2 separate regions of the Mus musculus genome follow, and region 2 is linked to region 1. A link is a contact called in public Micro-C data. All regions are on one chromosome and are shown on one strand. The core of a region is the stretch at or near the end of the contact, and the rest is flanking DNA. Distances in the headings are between cores, read along the strand shown.

Region 1 (3,378 bases), core at 732-3,231:
TCTATGATGTCCACCCCCACCCCTGACTACACACACACACACACACACACACACACACACACACTAGTGCTAACTATCCTGTCCTTATCATCACTTCATAGACAGAGAAGGAAGAATGGAAATTCCTATTCTACAGAGAAAGAAGGACCAGCACACACACACACATTCACACACACTCACACATACTCACTCATACACAAACACACATACTCATACATACACTCATACACACTCACACATATATACATACACATTCACTCATATATATACACACACATACTCATATACACACACATATGTAAATACACTTATAAAACATACAATATGTCTACCTTTTCTCTTTCTCTCTATTCCTCTTTTTCTCTTCCTCCCTCCCTCCTCTCTCCCTACTAAGATCCTTGCTATTCAAAGTGGTCCCTGGTCTAGCAGTGCCAATAGTCAATCTTCTGGGAGGTCTGGGAGCAAAGTCTCAAAGTGATCCATGAACACAGAGATCTTCTAAAAGCCCTACTGTGGCCCCAAGAAAAGGCAGGGAGGTCAGAAAGACAGCATCTGATGTTCCTCCAAACAGTGTCAGGTTGGTAGTTCTGAGAAGGCTTAGTTCAAGGTCAGTGCAGACCCATACTGCTACCTTGAGGTAAGGGTTGAGCTCCGGTCCCCTTCCTTCTGAGCCAGCCCATTGTTGAGGTGTTTCTCTCCAGGACCCAGCTGACAGACTGGAACACAGCAGGCTCAGCTCTGACTAATTGCCAGCAGTTGGCTGAAGAGACATTCCTCATCGAAGCAGCCTCATTAATCTCCTAATGCCAACATAGCCTGGCTAGTGGCAGTCCTCTCTGCTTCCATATCTACATGCTGGCTTCTAGAAACCTAGTGGTAGAAAATGGCCTCCTTCCTGGAAGGGGGCACCCTGCATCTGGTTAAACCAAGTGTTTGCAGAGCTCATCACCAAGTCCCAGAGCCTTAGATGTTTGCCTCCCAAGTGGAGGACCATGTCTGGCATCACTGAGACATCTTGGAGGGGCTGAGGAACCTCAAATAGGACAACCAAAGAAATGGCTCTTGGAAATACTTGCAGGATGTTTGGATATGTGCAGGAGATGTTTTCTAGAAAGCTCTAAGGAAATCCTGGAGAATAGCAGAGCCTTGTGCCAAGCTGCCTTCATCCTCTGGTCATAGTGTGGCAGAGACTCTTCCATTCTGCTCCTCTGGGTGCTGCTACTGTGAGTTTGTCCCCCTGAGATGGGAAGCTCCTACAGGACATATCTTCTCTCTCCTTATTGCTTTGTACCTGGTCCCACAAGCCAGACCACCCACTCTCATGCAGATATGGAGGCAGAGCAGAGAGGGAGGTACATGGGAGATGGAGAGGCCAGGAAGGAAAGGGCCAGTGAGGCAGAAGCTTGGAGGACACATCTTCACAGCAAGAATATAATGGGCATCCAGAAAGATGCTGCCAGGTACAGTGAGGCACCCTGCAATCAATCCCAGCACTCCAGGGAGACCCTGAAGGGTCACAAGTTCCAGGACAGCCTTGGCTATCTAGTTAAACCCTTTCTCAGAAGCTAAAATCAAAACAGTGCAGAAAGAAAGAGATACTTTACTAAACAAAGATCCCATCGCTTGCTGTGGCCACCAAGGTGGGTGGGCTCCCCAGCAGCAGGAAGGATAGACAGAAAAGCCAAAGCTTTATACAGGAAATATGGGATGTAGACGGTAAGTACACAGGTGTCTATCTTCTTTATTGCTTTTGTTCAAATGGACAGACCGGCTGGCCTCTGTCCATTCCAGCAATCCTGCCAAAGCTCTGGAGAGCCAGCTGGAGCCTGGCCAAGTGGTTATTAAAATAGTCGCTGAGGCAACACTGCCCTCTACTGACCACAGGTTGTCATGTCTCTGAAGCCGCTCTGCCCAGCAAAGGGCTTGAGTTAACTTGTTTCCTCTCAGCCTTGTCCTTTGTCTCCCCTTTGCCCCACTTTGTTGTAGCAATCTGTTCAGATTTCCTAGGACTTTACAGACACTGTAAAGAGCGCCATCTGGGACCAGCAGAGCCCAGACAACGTGCCAGGCCAGCCAGTGTCTTTGCTGCTTCATTGTCTTCTAATAGCTGTTTGCTGAGTCTCTGCTGGGGAAACACAGACCTAGGGATATGTGTGGAGCAAAGCTCCAAGCTGCCTTGGTGAAACAGGGGTTAAGACTTGGGGTTAAGACCAATGATAAAGCAAGGAGTGAACTAGTATGCAATGAGCCAATGACTCAGACACATCAGCAACTAGAAACATTTCTCCCTCTGTGTGTGTGTATGCATGTGCATGTGGGCATGTGCATCTGCATGTGTGTGAATGTGGGCATGCGCATCTGTGTGTGTATGCACGTGTATGTGAACATGTGCATCAGCATGTGTGTATGTATGCATGTGTGTATGCATGCATATGTGAGCGTGTGCATCTGCGTGTGTGTATGCATGTGCATGTGAAAATGTGCATCTCTGTGTGTATGCATGTGTGTGAGCGTGTGCATCTGCGTGTGTGTATGTATGTATATGAGCATGTGCATCTGCATGTGTGTGTATGCGTGTGTATATGAGAATGTGCATCTCTGTGTGTGTGCATGTGTGTGTGAGCATGCACATCTGCATGTGTGTGTATGCATGTGTATGTGAGAATGTGCATCTCTGTGTGTGTATGCATGTGTATGTGAGCATGCGCATCTGCATTGTGTGTATGTGAGCATGCGCATCTGCATGTGTGTATGCATGTGTGTGTGCATGTGAGCATGCACATCTGCATGTGTGTGTGTGTGTGCATGCGTATGTGAGCCTGTGCATCTGTGTGTGTGTTGCAAGGATGAGTGTACCTACCCATACTCACACTAAGGCCAGAGGAAGATGTGGTATTGGGTATGGGTTTTGTAGCTTTTGTTTGTTAACTAGGCCAGTGGCCAGTGAACCCCTGTAATCCTCCTGTCTCTGCCACCCCATCCCCCAGCATAGGGTTAGAGGCACACAGGTGGCCTTGTTCAGCTCTTCCCCTTGGTGCTGGGATCTGAAATCAGGAACTCACATTTGCACGTCGAGCACTCTTACTCACTGAACTGTCTTTCCCGGCTACATGATTCATCCTTTAACGGTTACTGATCAGATGTCCAGGTGGTATGTTCAATTTCAGGAAATGGTTGCCAAATATTCCAAGTAAACTGATACTGAATCTCTTTACCAATGGGAAGAAGTATAGAAGAACACCGGGCTTTAAACAGTACCGGCCTGCGTGCATGCAGGTCTCTTAATAGGGCACCTGAGACAAGAGGACTCCCTGCCAATCTGTCTGTCTCTTTCACTCTCAAACTTGAGATGGATCAAAAACTTGTGAGGTATTTGTA
Region 2 (3,538 bases), core at 548-3,047, 1.5 Mb before region 1:
CACTCCTTAGATTCTGAGGACAAATAAATTAGTTGTTTGGGGGGAAGAAGAGGGCCAGAGAAATAAATAGAAGTAAGTGCTGAGTGTCCTTGGAACACAGTGTTGGAAGAGCTTCCAGGAGAGGTACAGACCTAGAAAGTTTCCCAGAAGAAATGGTGCTTTGCCCAATATCAAAAAGACAGAGAAGAGTTAGCCCATTGTGGAGATTTGGTAGGCTAGGATCCTGGAGTTGAATGATCAAAACTAGGAAATGGAGAAGAGCTAAAATAGTTTTGTTTTTTTCTTAAAGTAATCAGGGCATAACTGGCATTTAGGGGAAAGGCCCTGGCTCCAGTAGTAGCAAAATGTTAAGCCTGGTACACTCTAATATACTAATTAGAGTACTAGTAAAAAGGAAGAAAAGAAGAAGGAGGAGGAGGAGGAGGAGGAGGAAGAGGAGGAGGAGGACAGATTTATCTAAAGCATTAGGAAGAGGAACAGATAAAGGGGCCAGTGAACCCCAAGTCCATTTTCAGGACATTGACAGGATCTTTAGGGTTAAATAGAAGACATTAGGACAGGAGTAAATACCACTAAGCAGTCATAAAGATGTAACCCGGTTGATTATTATTGTCTACTGCCTCACCTCCCAAGGGCTAGAATTACATATGCTTGTCCCACACTTAATTCTTCTTAGTTCTTGTTCTGAAAAGTGAAGAAATTATTAGGGCTGACATCACTTGAGGGGAGCAATGTTTGTCTTGCAAATGATTATTTCTGCTCCAAGATGCATTCTCATCCTAGGGTGGGGATAGAATAGTCTATTCTAAAAGGATTTGATCTTAAAAATCCAAAGTGACTGTAGTTTGGACAATAAGTTCCTTTATATCTTTATCCTAAAAAGAGGGTGAGACAGATTAGGTATATGGACTCCTAAACTGGATCGAGCAGGAGATGGAGACAAAGTGAAATGAAGACAGAAATTCTGAGCTTTCATCATGCTTTCAGCCACCTACTGGGCCCTGTTGAAGAGGTAGGTACTTTTAGCAAATGCATCTTCTAATTGCCTGTTATACGGGCAGATGTTGCAACCGACCTCGAGGCTTATTTAATTGTGGACTTTGTCTAGGAGCCAAGACAGCCAACCAGGTTCCTAAAGGTTCAATAGGGGGTGGGGGGTTGGGGTGGGGGGTGGGGTGGTGAGAGTGGGGGTGAGGGGGCTTTGATTTGCTCTACCTCCTTCTGAGTGATTGACTGTGAATCACCAAGGTTATTTCTTTGCTGTAATCATGAGCTGGAATATTTGCAACCTTTAGGTTGGTGGGATTCTGTGAGCAAAAGACTGAGGCAACTTGCTCATGCAGATTAGAAGACCAAGGTGGGTCTAAAAATGGGGGTTGGGTTTCCATGAGCTGAAATTCCAGACTGAGGTTTAGGGCCTCAGGGGAGGAGTGGTGAGAATTGAGATGGGATCCAGGGCCAGGGGGGATCTGAGGGCCAAGATGGCTGTTGAGAGCTGGTGATGGGGCAGTTCAGGGCAGGTGTAGACTGCTGATGGCCTGGACTGGAACTGAAAGTGAAAGCCAGAACGAACTTTGAGGGCCAAATTGGTTTAGGAGAGCCCTTCTATGGTTTACTCTCAAATTCTCACGTCTCAGTTTCTCAATAAGAAACCAAGATAAGGGATTCTTGGTTAGAAACCCCACAATCGTCCTACTGTTCCAGCCAGGGACCCCAGAGTCATTTAGAGCAGCTGCTAGCAGCACAGACTTGTATTGGCCTTTTGCGCAGGCGCAAATTGCAGCTCCTAGACCGCCTGGTGGGCACTGTAGCTCGCGTGCACCCTCTGGTGGATGCTTGGAGCAATGGCTGGTGGCTGGGAATGCACAAATTTATTTCAGGCGCCCGGCCAAACGCAGTGATTTTCCAGGTCCATGCAAGCCAGGAGGAGCGAGTTGCAGGGAAACTAGACGGAAGTGCCACGCAAACCCGCCTTTTCTGCATTGTTTTGGAGTCAGGTGAGAGCAGTGACGGGAAACGCTGCTCGCCCCTCCTGGCCTGGACCATCTCTGGCCTTGAGAGGGCACTGGGCCCAATAGCTGCTCATTTTGGAGGCTACAAGAGACAATATGTCCAGATGAAGACTAGAGCTGGCCCGCGCATTCTTCCTGGCCAGTATACAGAGTACATGTTACCTCTGCTCACTCGCAGTAAAGGCGTAAATAATGTGAGGAGAGACACTGCCCAGAGAGGCTAGAGTTCTGCAAAACTTGTTGAAGTTGAGGCATGACCCAGGACCTGCCTATGCTTAGCAGAAAGGTCTCCCCAACCACGTGTAAGGCTCAGTTAGGAAATGTGAACCCACAAAATGAGAATTGCAAGTCCTGTTAATTAGGAACACACACATGTTCACTTTTCTTAACTTTTGAGGGCTCCTGTCTCCAGACTCTAAGTTATTCTTGCTTGATCTTCTTGAGTCCCATTGTATTCTGTTTGGAGCAGTCACTTTGAAATGTGTTTCCTCCAGCCTAGGACTTGACAATTAGTCATCAACATTATCACTCACCTTCTGTCCCTTTTAAGAACATGTTGAGTATTCCAATTTTTTTCCATCTGAAATTTTGAGTGCATTCAGTTGAGAAATGGCCTCTCTAAAGCGTTCCCCCTTTTCACACTTTCTCCAGCCCAGACTGGATCCCTTTGATGGTCATCATCCAGTTCTCCAGGAGGACCTGTTTGAGTAAATTGGAGAATAAAAAACAACTTCAAAAGTGTTTTTATCACTTTTGTAGAAATCATGCATTCTATTCAAAGATACCCCCTTTTCTCCGATACTGGCAGTGACCACAGGTGCCTGGGTTTTTACTATATAACAGCATCACAGGCACTGTGGGTGAGTAAGGCTCATGGCATGCCCTCACTATGATGACACACTGTCTCGTGTTCTTCAGGAAATATCCAAGAAGATGACCTCATTGGCAAGTTGGCACAGTGCCCTTGTTGCACAAAGGGATACATTGAGATCCAGATAGAAGGCACTAACTGATCACTCAGCAAGTTTATAATAAGGTTGGAATTAGATCCCAGGTTTCCTGATATCCACTGCATTTGTTCTTCTATTGTGTTTTGGAGACTTTGAGACTTGGAAGATGTTTCCTTGTTGTATATGTTTACTTAGGGATCATTAATAGCAGTCTCACTATGTACTAGGCTTAAGGCAACACATGCACAGTTACATATTCCACAGTGAAGCTTCAACCACTGATGAACTCACAGATAGCAGTGGTCCTGAGGACTGTGACAGAGCTGAAATGTTCATATTATTCAAGGATATTGTAGCCATTTAGATGTCATGATGCAGCTCATCACTCACACTTGTCGAGATGGAGTGAACAGTTCTAACTACCTTACACAACGTAAAGTGCACATGATCAAGTTCAGTGTATAATACCTGATGATGAGTGGCTATCTTAATGATTTATGCTATTTGTAATTATTATTTTAGAGTTCATTCTTCCTTTTTAAATTTACAGTTAAAAAGTGCACATGTTCTACCAGC

Evidence for each region. Hi-C and Micro-C count contacts between places; a contact is called where the count stands out from the background.
Region 2: a contact with region 1 is called in a Micro-C map of the HL-1 cell line, with 2.9 times the contacts expected there. The contact joins two enhancer-like sites. A contact is called at or near these places in 6 of 39 promoter capture datasets (the 3T3-L1 cell line, 3T3-L1-derived adipocytes, embryonic stem cells and 2 more), 2 of 484 Hi-C or Micro-C datasets (the HL-1 cell line and cerebral cortex) and 1 of 115 datasets of contacts at active chromatin or transcription factors (astrocytes).

What each region holds. Positions count from the first base shown.
Region 1 is chr1:193,384,809-193,388,186 of GRCm38.p6, reverse strand. No RefSeq gene overlaps it. Among named protein-coding and RNA genes, the nearest start is that of Camk1g, 16 kb to the right of the region's middle. Within about 2 kb of position 1,981, at least 29 of the 459 cell types and tissues checked have an H3K27ac peak or open chromatin away from gene starts, as enhancers often do. A contact at or near this core is called in the HL-1 cell line, where this site is marked.
Region 2 is chr1:194,878,025-194,881,562 of GRCm38.p6, reverse strand. No RefSeq gene overlaps it. Among named protein-coding and RNA genes, the nearest start is that of Gm39748, 21 kb to the left of the region's middle. Within about 2 kb of position 1,797, at least 253 of the 459 cell types and tissues checked have an H3K27ac peak or open chromatin away from gene starts, as enhancers often do. A contact at or near this core is called in the HL-1 cell line, where this site is marked.